Linked DNA regions of Mus musculus: all the other regions are linked to region 1. A link is a contact called in public HiChIP or PLAC-seq data. All regions are on one chromosome and are shown on one strand. Each heading gives the region's core, a stretch centred on a gene start, on an enhancer-like site or on the middle of the called end of the contact. The rest is flanking DNA. Distances are from core to core; before and after follow the strand shown. Region 1 overlaps Nars2 (asparaginyl-tRNA synthetase 2 (mitochondrial)(putative)). Region 2 overlaps Gab2 (growth factor receptor bound protein 2-associated protein 2). Region 3 overlaps Gab2 (growth factor receptor bound protein 2-associated protein 2).

Region 1 (4,326 bases), core at 177-2,676:
GATGTGTATTTAAGGTGGCTAATTTTTCTTCAGCTCACATTCAGAATACTAAGAAGAGATGGAAAAGAACAACTGGAAGAACAGTTCTAGGAACACTGCTGCGTTTTATTTGTTGCTCTTTGAATGCATGCATGCAGATGCTAACACTTCCACTTCCAATGTCCAAGAAGGCTATTTCCTCTTTTTTTTTTTTTTTTTTTTTTTTTTAAGTACTAGTATTACAGGAACACCATACCTCCTTTGGCTCTCAAGTAATTTTTAGTTTCTTTTTCCAAAAAGCTGATTATCATCAAGATTTCCTCAACTTTTGTATAAAGGACAACATTTGATTCTTGTTCTTATTAATGGCTTCAATAGGTCAAGATAACTTCTTACAGTGAATACTTTGCTTGATAGCATTAAGAGAAAGCATTGTCACCAGGAGACAGAAAGTGCCAAAGCAAAAAGTAAATTTTATCAGCTGACAGAAACAAATCTTTTAGGATTAAAAAAAAAAAAGCCCATAAATAAATAAACAACGGAAGCACAAAAGTATGATTCAACAACATGGCTCTCTGTTCCACTGGTCTACAACTAAATAATGATCTGGAACAGTAAAGTTTGTAAATGAGTGGCTTTCAAAAGCTCACCTGTAAGAAAGGCTGGCTGAGCACTTTATTTTACTCCAGGGCACAGTCTTGTGCTGCCCTGAAATGCACAATTCCCCGTTTTTATCTGAGGATTGGAATTACATGAATGTAATTACAAGCATCAAGCATAGCCTGTTCTGGTAATATGTGGGTTTTGTTTGTTGTTGTTGTTGTTGTTCTTGTCTTGGTTTTGTTTGTTTGTTTGTTTGTTTTAACCTGCAGTATGGACAGGCTTACAGTGTCTGGCTAAGAACTCGGGAGAACTGAGGCTGGAGAGAGAGGTCAGTGGTTAACAGTGCTCATTGCTCTTGCAGAGAAGAGAAGGTAGGTTTAGTTGATAGCACATACATGTAAGCTCACACCTATCTGTAAGTCCAGTACAGGGTATCCGGAGCTCTTGCTTGGCTTCCACAGGAATCAGGCAGGCAGGAGGTACACATACATACATGCAGGCAACCCTCACACATGTCAGATAAAAACAAATCTTTCAAAAATAATTAAACTAAAACTCTTTGCATCTTAACTAGAACAATAAGACAAGAGGAAATAAAAAGCCAAAGGAGATACAGACAGGAAGAGGACGAAGTGTCCTTGTTTGCAGATGATAGGATTCTGTACTTCAGTTACTTCTCAGTTGTGTGATAGAAGAACGTGATCAAAGTGACTAATGGGAGGAAGGGCTTATTTTAGCTTATGACTCCAGAGGGATCGGAATCCATTACGGTAGGAAAGCATGGCAGCATGTGGCAGGCACTGCAGCAGGAGCAGGAAGTGAGAGATCACAGGTTTTACCACAAGCACAGAGAAAAGGAGCTGGAAGCTGGGTAGGGCCCTAAACTCTGGAGGCCTGCCCCTGCCTCCAGTGACTCACCTCCTCCAGCAAGACCACACCTCCCAGACTGCTCAGGGTAGCGCCGCCAACTGTATGTAAGTGTGCAAATGTCTAAGCCTATGGGGCACACTTCTCTTTTTAACCACCACAAAGGTCCTAAAGAAGACTCTTAGCACTTCCAGCTAAGTGATAAGTGCTCAGTGGAAAAGTGGCAGGCTACACAAGTAACATACAAACCTGGAAGCCTCCCTATATACCAATGACAAACTGAGAACTAAATCAAGGGAACAATCATATTCACAAATGTCTTAATATTAAAAACAAACAAAAACCCCTGGAATAAACCTTAGGAAATGAAAGACTACAATGAAAACTCACTCACTGAAGAAGAAAAAAAATACTAAAAAGACACCAGAAGGTAGAAAGGCATCCCACATTCATTGATTGGAAGAAGTAATATTGCAAAAATGGCCGGTCATTCTATCAAAACCAATCTATAGAGGCAATGAAATCTCATAAAAATCCCAATGCCATTCTTTACTGAAATAGATAAAACACCTTTGAGATTCATATTAAAGCACAAAAGATGCCAGATGGCCAAGTAACCCTGAGCAGAGAGAACACTGGGGACAGAGACGATGGCTCAGTTACTGACGTGCCTGGTGTGCAGGTATGAGGACGTGAGTATCTAGCACCTACATAAAGCTAGGGACAGCAGGGCATGTAGGTAACTTCAGCCCTGGAAGGGGGTGATAGGCAGGTGGATTCTGGATTCCTGAAACTCACTGGCCAGCCTGAAGCCTAGTCAATTGATGAGCTGCAGGGTTAGTGAGAGACTCTGTCTGAAAAAGATTAGATAGAAAGAAATGGAGGAAGATATCTCATGTTGACCTCTGGCCTCCACATGCAGACACATGAAGCTGCATGCTCATGTGAATACACCCACACAGACATGAACACACACTATACACCTCCATACATATGAATGACGTTATAGGTATCAGTCACTTGATTTCAAGCTATGCTTTAGAGCCATAGTATTAACTAATAAAATCAGCATAGAACTGGCACAAGATAGACACACAGATCAATGGAGTAAAAGAGGACTCAGATGCAAACCTGCACAACCACCACCGTTTGAGTTTTAACAATTATGACAAAATTTCACAGTGGAGAAAATGCAGCCTCTCTGACATATGCTATCAGGAACACTGGATAACCACATGCAGAAAAATGAACCCAAATCTCCATCAAATACCCTGTAGAAAAATCTTCTCTAAATGGACAGGAGACCTTAATGAGAGACCTAAAGTTTAAAACTGTTGGGCCTCAATTTGGTCCTGGTTTGGGCCTTGAGGACAACCGGAGCCTGTTTCTTTTGGGCCGTTGACACTCGCCATCCTACATGACTCCTAGGTATTTACCTGAAAGACTTCAAAGAAATTCTTGCACACTAATGTTTATTACAATGCTATTCATAATAGCTAAGTAATAAAACCACCTAAGGGTTCATCATCAAAAGTACGGTACTTATGCACAACGGGAGTCTTTTAAAGACAAGTTTTATGTAGCCTGACTACTTTTGAACTTGCTTTAGAGCTGAAGATCACCTTGAACTTCCGATCCCATCACTTCCATCTCACCAGTGCTGGAATTACAAATATTCATTGCCACATCTAGTTCATGAGATAGTAGGATTTGAACCCAAGGCTTTGGTAAGTATTCTATCAAAGGAGCTAATTTCCCTGCCTACACAATGGAATTTTTTTTTTCAGTCATAAAGAACAAAGATGCTATCTGCAGAAAAATGGATGCAGGCAGGGCTACGACATTAAGTCTACCTTAGACAAATATCACATTTTATCTCATTACTGATTTCTAGATTTTATATTAGTACATAAAACACGTATGTATATATGACCTGAAAGCAGAAGCAAAACTGTATAGGGGACAAAGGGGAGAAACCAGGGTACAGAGAAGAGGGTGGGAGACATGTTGGAAAAATATGCTCAAAACTAAAATAAAGTTGAACAGAGAAAAAACCTATTTTAGGAGGTGAATCTTATGAAAAAAATGTATTCTTTTACAATTTTGGAAAAATCTTTCTTTATATGCATACTTTTGTACTCTTTTTTATTTTTCTAATCTACTTTGATTTTTACTCTACTTTTTCATTTTTTTGATTGGCATACAAAGAAATGGGCTTCATTGTGACATTTTATAGATATGCATATATTATAATGTTTTGTTCTTATTTACAACCCTTCTTCCTGTCATTCTCCTGTCCTGCCTCCCTGGTTCCCTTCCTGACTCTAAATACTCCTCCCTTTCTGATTTCATTGACATATATACTCCATGAAAAAGCAAACAGAATGCTAAGTTAAAAATTCACCCCTTCTAGCTCCAGTGGAATAACAGGAGACGGGAGCTGTGTGAATGTTGTTCAAGGATTACTACTGAAAGCTTCAGGTGCTAGCCATGATCTTCAGTCCACATAACCATTATTAAATTTAAAGTAAATCCTTAAAGAAAAATATTAAGCAGCGGTAAGAGGGGAATACAGCTTACCTCCACTTGAAAAAGCTCTCCGGCCCCCTCACAGTCGTTGGATGTGAGTACTGGGGTATGAATGTGCACAAAGCCATTGTCCTGGAAGAGAAGGAGAACTCTTCAGTACATCTGTATGTGAAAGAACCCCAAGACCCAATGCTGTGTTTTACTATTAAAATGGCACCAACATCCTGCTGTCATGCAGCTCTCCACAACTCTCCAAATACAACACGGTTCAAAGATCAGGCAAGTGGGGTTTTTTTTGTTTATGGGTGTTTGAGAGGGGTTTGCTATGGAATGCGACAGGCTGGCCTT
Region 2 (4,425 bases), core at 1,318-3,817, 180 kb before region 1:
ATTTATAAGCACTTCTCAATTTAGAATGTTAAGAGAAATAAACTGCATCCAAAGATGTAACAATAGTAGGAAAACTGCTTTGAGGGAGATGAACAATACCGAGGAACACTTTCTGTTTATTATCAATCAGGTGTCTAGTGTGTTAGACGTTAGTATAACAACTTTGATGAAGTAGTACTATTATGTCTAGCATAAATGGAGAAATAGGCTTAGAAGGCTTAAGGATCCATAAAACTTTACCCAGATGCAAAGTGACAGATTTGGATTTAGTGACGGATCTGGAGTTAGATCAAACAGCTTCAAAGATAGTGCTAATATTTCCTCCACTGCCTAGACCCTTTCATTGCTGACTGCCTAGGACATGAGCAAGATCACCTCTAGAGAGGAATAAGTTATTTTCTCATATGTTCGGTTTTTGTAGTCTTTTCCAAAGGAGTCTTGAAGAGCAGCAAGTGGGGTATACCTCAGTTTGTGGGACCAAGGAGAATTCTCTTGTTTGGCTCTAGCATCTGCTGGTATTTTGCTAACTTTTAGCTTCTCCAAAATTACCCACCCACTGGTTTCCCAGAGTCAAAAAGCCAAAATATTTTGGCTGAATGGGTGATAGATCACAGATGACAGAGGTTTAAAAAAAAAAGCCTGTAATGTTTCTTTTTTAAAGGCCAAAACATATCACACACTTCTCATTCTTATTCTCTTTGCGTTCTGTCTTGTGAAACATTCTGTTGTCTGTATTTTCATTCATTGCAGTGGAGAAAGGCAAATAGGTCATCCTGAAAGCTTAAATAAATTCACTGTCTTCCGATTTCAGACCAGCTGTAGTCCATCTCCCCTGAAATTGAGCCAAAAATCAAGGAGAATATGGATGGAGCTACAGACACTGTAGCCCTCAAAGGAGAAATCTGGGAAAGGGGGCTCTAAGGAACCAACATTGAAAACCAGAAGGAGACTGGGCTCTAGGATATCCTTTCTACTTATCCATGTCTCCTTTAACTTTAGAATCCACGAGTACTGTCTTTTAGTGAAACATGTTTTTCAACTTTTTTGAAAGGCCCTCCATTTTAAACCAAATATAACTTTCCCAAGCCTTCACATTTCATATCCCTCCCCTGTGAGAGATGCTCTGCTGCCTGTTTACTCCTCAGCCAAGCTTCACGTTCTGAAATCAGTATTATAAAAAGAGGTAGCTTTTCATTGTCTTGGTATAAATTATAATACCAAATGAAAGTAATTTTAAAGTATATACAAGCATCCACTGAATTCTGCCATAATCTGAGTATTATTGAGAGTCAGGTGTAAAGCTTTTTAAAGCAAATTTTGTTGTTTTTTAAAATTTTTTTTCTTTTTTTTTTATTACGTATTTTCCTCAATTACATTTCCAATGCTATCCCAAAAGTCCCCCACACCCTCCCCCCCCCCACTCCCCTACCCACCCTTTCCCATTTTTTGGCCCTGGCATTCCCCTGTACTGGGGCATATAAAGTTTGCCTGACCAATGGGCCTCTCTTTCCAGTGATGGCCGACTAGGCCATGTTTTGATACATATGCAGCTAGAGTCAAGAGCTCTGGGGTACTGGTTAGTTCATAATGTTGTTCCACCGATAGGGTTGCAGATCTCTTTAGCTCCTTGGATACATTCTCTAGCTCCTCCATTGGGGGCCCATTTCCATTCCTTATTTAGCCTATGCCACAATTTAAAAAAAAAATTATTAGATATTTTATTATTTTTTTCTTTTTTTCTTTTTTTTGTTTTTTTCGAGACAGGGTTTCTCTGTATAGCCCTGGCTGTCCTGGAGCTCACTTTGTAGACCAGGCTGGCCTCGAACTCAGAAATCCGCCTGCCTCTCGAGTGCTGGGATTAAAGGCGTGCGCCACCACGCCCAGCTTAGATATTTTCTTTTCCCCTCCAAAAATCCCCTACCTCCTCTCCCCCTCCCCCTATCCCCCTACCCACCCACTCCATTCCTGGTCCTGGCATTCCCCTATACTGGGGCATAGAGCCTTCACAGGACCAAGGGCCTCTCTTCCCATTGATGACTGCCTAGGCCATCCTCTGCCACATATATAGCTAGAGCCACAAGTTCCACCATGTGCTTTCTTTGATTGGTGGTTTAGTTCCAAGGAGCTCTGGGGGTACTGGTTAGTTCATATTGATGTTCCTCCTATGGGGCTTCAGACCCCTTCAGCTCCCTGGGTATTTCTCTGGCTCCTTCATTGGGGACCCTGTGCTCTGTCCAATGGATGACTGTGAGCATCCACTTCTGTATTTGCCAGGTACTGGCATAGCCTCCCAGGAGACAGCTTCTATGCTACAATTTTACTAAAGCTCCTTTGCTCCCCTTTCCCATGCACAAAGAATTCAACATGGGGTTCTATGCCTTTGTGCTCATTTGACTAAAGCTTCCTCCCCAGACTGTACGCTGCCAAACTGTTTCTGGTAAGCAACTTTGGAAAATGAAAATTCCCTAGACATTTTGAACAAGACTGTGAGAGGAAGACACACAGGGGCCAGGGAACTGAAACATACCCCTTCAAGTCCACTTCTGCCTTGAGGAGTTGGGGGAGGGGAGCTGCAGAGTAGTTGTTAGAGGAAGCAGACTTGCTGGATTTTGGCTGCAAACAATTGGGTACTGTATCCAGTGGTTGGCTGGACAGCTGTCAGCTCAAGATCGGGTCAAGATTTAGTCTAAAGTAGGAGGGTACCAAACTCTGTTTCATTAGTTACAGTTTCTGCACTCTTACACTTAACTTCAATGCCAGTGTTGGAAGATTCATAGAGATCATTTTGCCAGTTTAGGTCTTTCTATTTCTCCCTGCTTCCCTCTTCTCTGCCTCACACTCCCCCTTTCTGTATACTAAATTTGGCATAGACCCACAAACTGTAAGTTAAAGCTGACATGCTCTGGCCAGAAGGGGACAGACAAAAAGGCTTGCCTGCTAAGCTGCCTCACCCCTTTAGTCCTACCATTTGGAAGGCAGAGGCAGGTGGACCTCTGAGATAGAGACCAGCCTGGTCTACAGAACAAACTCCAGGCCATTTAGGGTTCCAGAGTGATACTGTCTCAAAATAAAACAACCAAGTCTATATTTTGGTCTTGATTCTGTTGATTCCCAGCCTTGGCTCACAGTACCATGGAGTCTCTGGCTAAAACCTAGATGGCCTGGTCTTAAGTGTTGTTCTATAGACGCACATAGATGTGCTTGACACACACACACACACACACACACACACACACACACACACACACACATATATATATATATTCTGATATCAATAACTCCCAATGCTTCATTTGCTATTCTACCTAGAAGAGTCTTCACATTAGACCTTTAAAAAATTTATCTACCTACTTAGCAAAGAAAGGATCTAAAGTATAGCAGGAAGAGGAAGTGAAAAGGGATGCTGACAAGTAGGTGGGGATCTAGAACTCCAGCAGCAGAATTTAAGTGCTTAGTTTGAAATAGTCTGAAGATTCAGGACCAGATCTCTAGCTCTCCAAGGACCCATTAGAGAACATAACAGACCACAGTAGAAAATGACCATGGAATCAAAATATAAGGATTTGCACTTTGTCAGGGACTTGGCCAAAAGGAAGCAAATAAAAATACTTTTTATAATTGGGGGACTCCAACACAGAGGGATCAACCTTAAGAATCACTTGATACTGATTCCTAGAGGCCTAGATCAGGTTCTTAAATTCTATCCTCACTTACCCTAGCTGAATGGCTTTATAATTTACTGTAAAGTAGAAAGGCAAAGCTCTGCAGGGGTCACAGCACAGTATGTCTAAGCTCTACTTGTCTAGCATGATGAAATCAAGTCTGAATGCTGTAGACAGATACCCCTGTTTTGGGCTCATTCACTGAGAAACCCAAAGCCATTTTCTTTCCCTTTGTAGAATACATATTTAAGCTAGGCATAGTAGCATACATCTATAAATGCACCACTTGGGAGGTAGCAGGAAGACTTTATAGCAAGTTGGAGGCTAGCCAGAGACACATGAGACCTTGCCTCAAAAAGCCAAAACCAAGAAAGGTTACAGATTTGTTCTTTTTTCCCCAAGGGAAAGTAGCCTCTTTTTCTAGTTACAGGGGTTGAAATACAAGTGGCCTAAAGCAATTATGTAAATTCTATTCCACCTAGCTGGGACTGATCTAGAGAGGGATATGTCACCTCATTACAGCCAAAAAGAATAAAATATCTTCAAAAACTAAAAATAAGGGTTTTTCTGACCAAGGTTTCCTAGCAAAATGCTTGAGCCACAAAACAGCAAACACCTCGATAGCTGTTACCTTTTAGTACATTAAACACATGTCAATGTCCTTATGATTTAAGTCCCTACTGGTCAGATTTCATTAACAGAGTCTGAGTTTTTTCCTGATCTGTTGAAATGCATAGTGAATAAATTAAAACCATAAGTATTA
Region 3 (3,993 bases), core at 549-3,048, 240 kb before region 1:
GTGGGCATGTGTGCCGCAGTGCAAGTGTAGAGGTCAGAGGACAATTTGCAAGAGTTCTTTCCTTTCACCATGTAGGTCCTGGAGATGAAATTTGGGTTGTCAGGTTTGTCAACAAACATCTTTACCCACTGAAATATCTTGCTGGTCCCCACTAATTTTTGATAAAGGTACAAAAGAAATTAAATGGAAGACAGACAGACTTTTCAACAAATGATACTAGGGAAAAAAGGCTCAGGAAAGGAGTAGTGGCACGTGCCTATAATACCAACTACTCAGGCCCATACAGAGACTCCCTCTGAAAATCAAATAGGCTAACAAGACAGTGACAAAAGATGAACAATAGATTTGAAGGTAAAATGTCCAAGCTATAAAATAGTTAAAAGATAAATAAAGAACTAGATGGCTCAGCAGTTAAGAGTGCTGGCTGCTGCTCCAGTGTGTACATCAAGAGGCTCATCAGCTCCAGGGATGGACTTGACACTTTCTCCTGGCCCATTTGGGTACTTTTGTGCACATGTGCATTCACACATACATAGATTTACCCTTACAAATAAAAAAGGGTAAATAGGTGGAAATTTTTGTCTTATGAAAAATTAAGTTTTGGGGGTTGGGGATTTAGCTTAATGTAGAACGCTTGCCTAGCAGGTACAAGGCCCTGGGTTCAGTCCTCAGCTCTGAAAAAGAAATCAAGTTTTTAAAAAAGTATTCAGTGGAAACAACGATGAACCATGCTCTATGCTATGTGGTTTAAAGAAGAGAGGCATGATGGAAACATTCCTTTTAAACAACTTAAAATATTTATAAAGTTGCAGGAAGATAAGACATTAATATATAGCCCTAAACGATGAAGCAGAGCTTTAGATGTATCATAAAAAGAGCCACAGTTTCTTAGCATATCACTGAAACAGGAACAGAGAGGGAGAAACAAAGAGGAGAGAGGGAGAGAAAGGAGGAAAATGGGGAGAGAAAAAGGAGAGAGAAATGAGTAAAATGACTATTACAAGGAAAGCTATAAAGAAAGGAAAAAGGCTTTGCTTTAAAAAGGTCACATGGTATGAACCAGGCCTGGGCATTGGAAAAAAGACAAGAGAGGTTTGGAAATTTGGTAAGTTGGATGTGGAAAGGAGGAAAGGAAGAACTTAGGGGTCCTGTGAGGCCTTCAGAACCACCCTTAGAAGCTGTATCTTTATTGGTAATGGGAGTTGCTGCAAAGTGCATAGCAGTAGAGAAATGTTAACTAGTGCTCTGTGGCTATTTGTTAAAATGTTAACTAGTGCTCATCTAGCAATGAGGAAGGTGAACTAGCGAATAACAACAACAACAACAACAACAACAAAAACTATTTAGGAAGCTGTTGCTATAGCTTTCTATGGTCAGAGAAAATGGCAATCTAAAGGAGAATAATGTGGCAGCAGAATCATTAGTTTGTGTACCAGAGTGAGATCTTGCCTCAAAAACAAAACATCAAAGTCAAAACTCATCAAAATACATAAAATAAATAAATAGAATAGTAATAATCAAGTCAGAGAGGAAGAGACAGTACATCTTACTTACTTATAATGGGACATAAAGAAGTTCCTAACGTAAGAGTATACTGTCTAAAAAGTCAAAACAAAGTCAAATTTATGTCTAGAATCAAGTAGAGATTACCATTTGCTCTGATGAAACAGAAGTGACTGTTTTCCTTTTGTACCCAAATCTAGTTAGAAAACAAACCATTTCACAATTACCCAGACCACAGAGACACGAATGTGGGAACATATGACCTGGAAGTTGCATCACTCCTGCCGTTGAGCAGAGTACATCTCATGTGATCCTGTCTGTCCTTTAGGTTAGGTCTGTAAGTGCGCACAGAACAAGGTCATGACTTCCTTCTATTGCTCTTTGGCAACCAGAAAAATAAAATAAGCCTCCACTGAGACTTACGATGACTAAATCACATTATAAGTATTTTGTTGGTGGTGAAGAGCTTATAAAATTCTACCATATCAGTCTCCAGGGAGATTCCCTGGGGTCATGAATATGGGTTCTAAACATAAAGGCTGCTTTACATATGGGACAAGAACCTGGTTTGTTTTAGGTTAGTCTACATAATCAAGTTGAACTAGGCTAGTTCTTATAGGTAAATTGTCTTTTAAGGAAAAAGGAACTTTCTGAAGATCCTTTTAGCTTCAGCCCTGAAAACTGAAAGTACTTCTAAAATTCTAGACTCTTTTGTTCTGCCTTAAGTATTATACTAAATAAAACGATTCTTCTTGAATTACTAAGGATTTTCTTAGATGCTCTATGAAAATTAGAGAATCTTTAATACTAAAAATTCTGAAAAAGAGACAGCCTAGGGTACAATACTTATCATTAAAGTTTCCTGTAAAGGGCTGACAGTAAACATTTTAGGGCATATAGTCTTTCTTACAACTATCAAATCTATAGTAGCATGAACATTACAATTTATAAGCAAACATCTAGCTTGAATTCACCAAACTGTTCCCAAAGTGTGTGGTTCAGCTGTTTGCTAAATCAGGGATTAGGATAAGGTAGAAAGGCTATGAAGAAAAGGTAGAGGGTGCTGTAGGAGGATGAGTGTAACAAATGGGTGAGAGACCAAAGTCTCTTCCAACCTAGGGAGCCTCACATGGTGTTCACTAAGGCAACCTGATATCATGATATCTTATTTAACTAGATTACTTAGATTCTTAGAAGTGAGAGATGTGTTCTTCTAAATAGCCAAGCTAGGCAGTACCTTCTATTACTTTCTTCTTTGGCAGTTGAAAGTATTTCTAAAACTCCACAATCTTCTGTCATGGCTTAGGTACAACAGATAACAGAATTCTTCTCTGATGACTAAAATTTTCTCAGTGCCTCCAATCATCTTTCTCCAGATTCTGTGGCTAAAGCTGTAGAAGGGGCAAGGCATTTCTTGGAAAAGAGTTTTGCATAACTTCTAGAAATGGGTGTGTCCTTTTAACTTCCCTCTTTCTGATGAAGGTAAAACCAAAAACTGCCAATAAGCCAGGAGATTCCTGTCAAGGGAGGGTTATTAAAACCTGAGTCTACTACATTATCAATACTCCAACTCTATTAGGTAGAACACAAACAAGTACTTTATTTTTAAAACTCCCCTTGCTTTCTTTAAAAAAAAAAATCACCATTACCAACTCTAAATCTACTCTCATCCCCCAGACTCCCAAGTAACTACAGGTAGAAGATTTAATCTGACTTCTTAATACAATTATATCCTAATTTATTTCAGTGTGAAGTACATTAGGCCAGACTTCTGTCCCATTATACCCAGTAGAAGCATGGAGAGAGCACATTCCTGGAGGAGGAAGAGCTCTGTAGCTATGTTTCTTCTAGGAATATTTGAACTGCTCTAGACCCCAAGAACTTCAAACTTACTTTGAGGAAATCAAAGTACGTATTACCTGAGCTCCTGCAACATGCTATGACAGATATGTCTCCTATCACATTTAATTCCTAAACCAGTGAGTGAAGGTAAACACAACCCCCTTCACAGATGAAAGAAAAATCCTCAGAGAGTATACAACTAGCAAGTATCATAGCCTCAGACCTTCTTGTCCCAAAGGTCTAGTAAGAGCCCAAGAAAGAGCCTGACTAGCCAGAGAGTTTACAGAAAATATTCAGGTTTGTAGTTAACTGATGGCAGAAGACAATAGCAGCACTAGAATTCAGGCTTTAGCTCTTAGCACAAAGTTTAATGACACATGAAACGTGAAACCTCCCAGAGAAGGCAATATAGTTACTGAGTCCTGACTTATTTATTAGGAAGATTCTTTCAGCTCTAGATGAACACAGAATGAGCCTTATCTAATCACAAGACTGTTACATTGAGGTCAGGGCTCTTTTTATCTTAGCATTTAGCACAGTACTTAGAACTCATAGTGTACTAGATAACTCTCTAGTGATAGCCTTACTAAAGGAACAAAAGGAGAGAATATCTGTTTTTCTGTTGGTAAAAACAGGAAAAGTGAATAA

What was found. HiChIP or PLAC-seq counts read pairs in DNA pulled down with a chosen protein or histone mark.
Region 2: a contact with region 1 is called in an H3K4me3 HiChIP or PLAC-seq map of bone marrow-derived macrophages, with 7 times the contacts expected there. The contact joins two enhancer-like sites. A contact is called at or near these places in 3 of 484 Hi-C or Micro-C datasets (the N1E-115 cell line, bone marrow-derived macrophages and nephron progenitors) and 1 of 115 datasets of contacts at active chromatin or transcription factors (bone marrow-derived macrophages).
Region 3: an H3K4me3 HiChIP or PLAC-seq map of bone marrow-derived macrophages shows a contact between it and region 1, with 9 times the contacts expected there. The contact joins two enhancer-like sites. A contact is called at or near these places in 6 of 484 Hi-C or Micro-C datasets (the G1E-ER4 cell line, bone marrow-derived macrophages, cortical neurons and 2 more) and 2 of 115 datasets of contacts at active chromatin or transcription factors (both in bone marrow-derived macrophages).

The regions. Positions count from the first base shown.
Region 1 is chr7:96,973,266-96,977,591 of GRCm38.p6, reverse strand. It overlaps Nars2 (asparaginyl-tRNA synthetase 2 (mitochondrial)(putative)), which reads right to left. Exons shown (of 14, transcript NM_153591.4): 5 at 4,030-4,110. Among named protein-coding and RNA genes, the nearest start is that of Nars2, 24 kb to the right of the region's middle. Within about 2 kb of position 1,426, at least 30 of the 459 cell types and tissues checked have an H3K27ac peak or open chromatin away from gene starts, as enhancers often do. A contact at or near this core is called in bone marrow-derived macrophages, where this site is marked.
Region 2 is chr7:97,153,428-97,157,852 of GRCm38.p6, reverse strand. The region is part of intron 1 of Gab2 (growth factor receptor bound protein 2-associated protein 2); the gene reads right to left. Among named protein-coding and RNA genes, the nearest start is that of Gab2, 74 kb to the right of the region's middle. Within about 2 kb of position 2,567, at least 50 of the 459 cell types and tissues checked have an H3K27ac peak or open chromatin away from gene starts, as enhancers often do. A contact at or near this core is called in bone marrow-derived macrophages, where this site is marked.
Region 3 is chr7:97,209,111-97,213,103 of GRCm38.p6, reverse strand. All of the region lies in intron 1 of Gab2 (growth factor receptor bound protein 2-associated protein 2), which reads right to left. Among named protein-coding and RNA genes, the nearest start is that of Usp35, 120 kb to the left of the region's middle. Within about 2 kb of position 1,798, at least 105 of the 459 cell types and tissues checked have an H3K27ac peak or open chromatin away from gene starts, as enhancers often do. A contact at or near this core is called in bone marrow-derived macrophages, where this site is marked.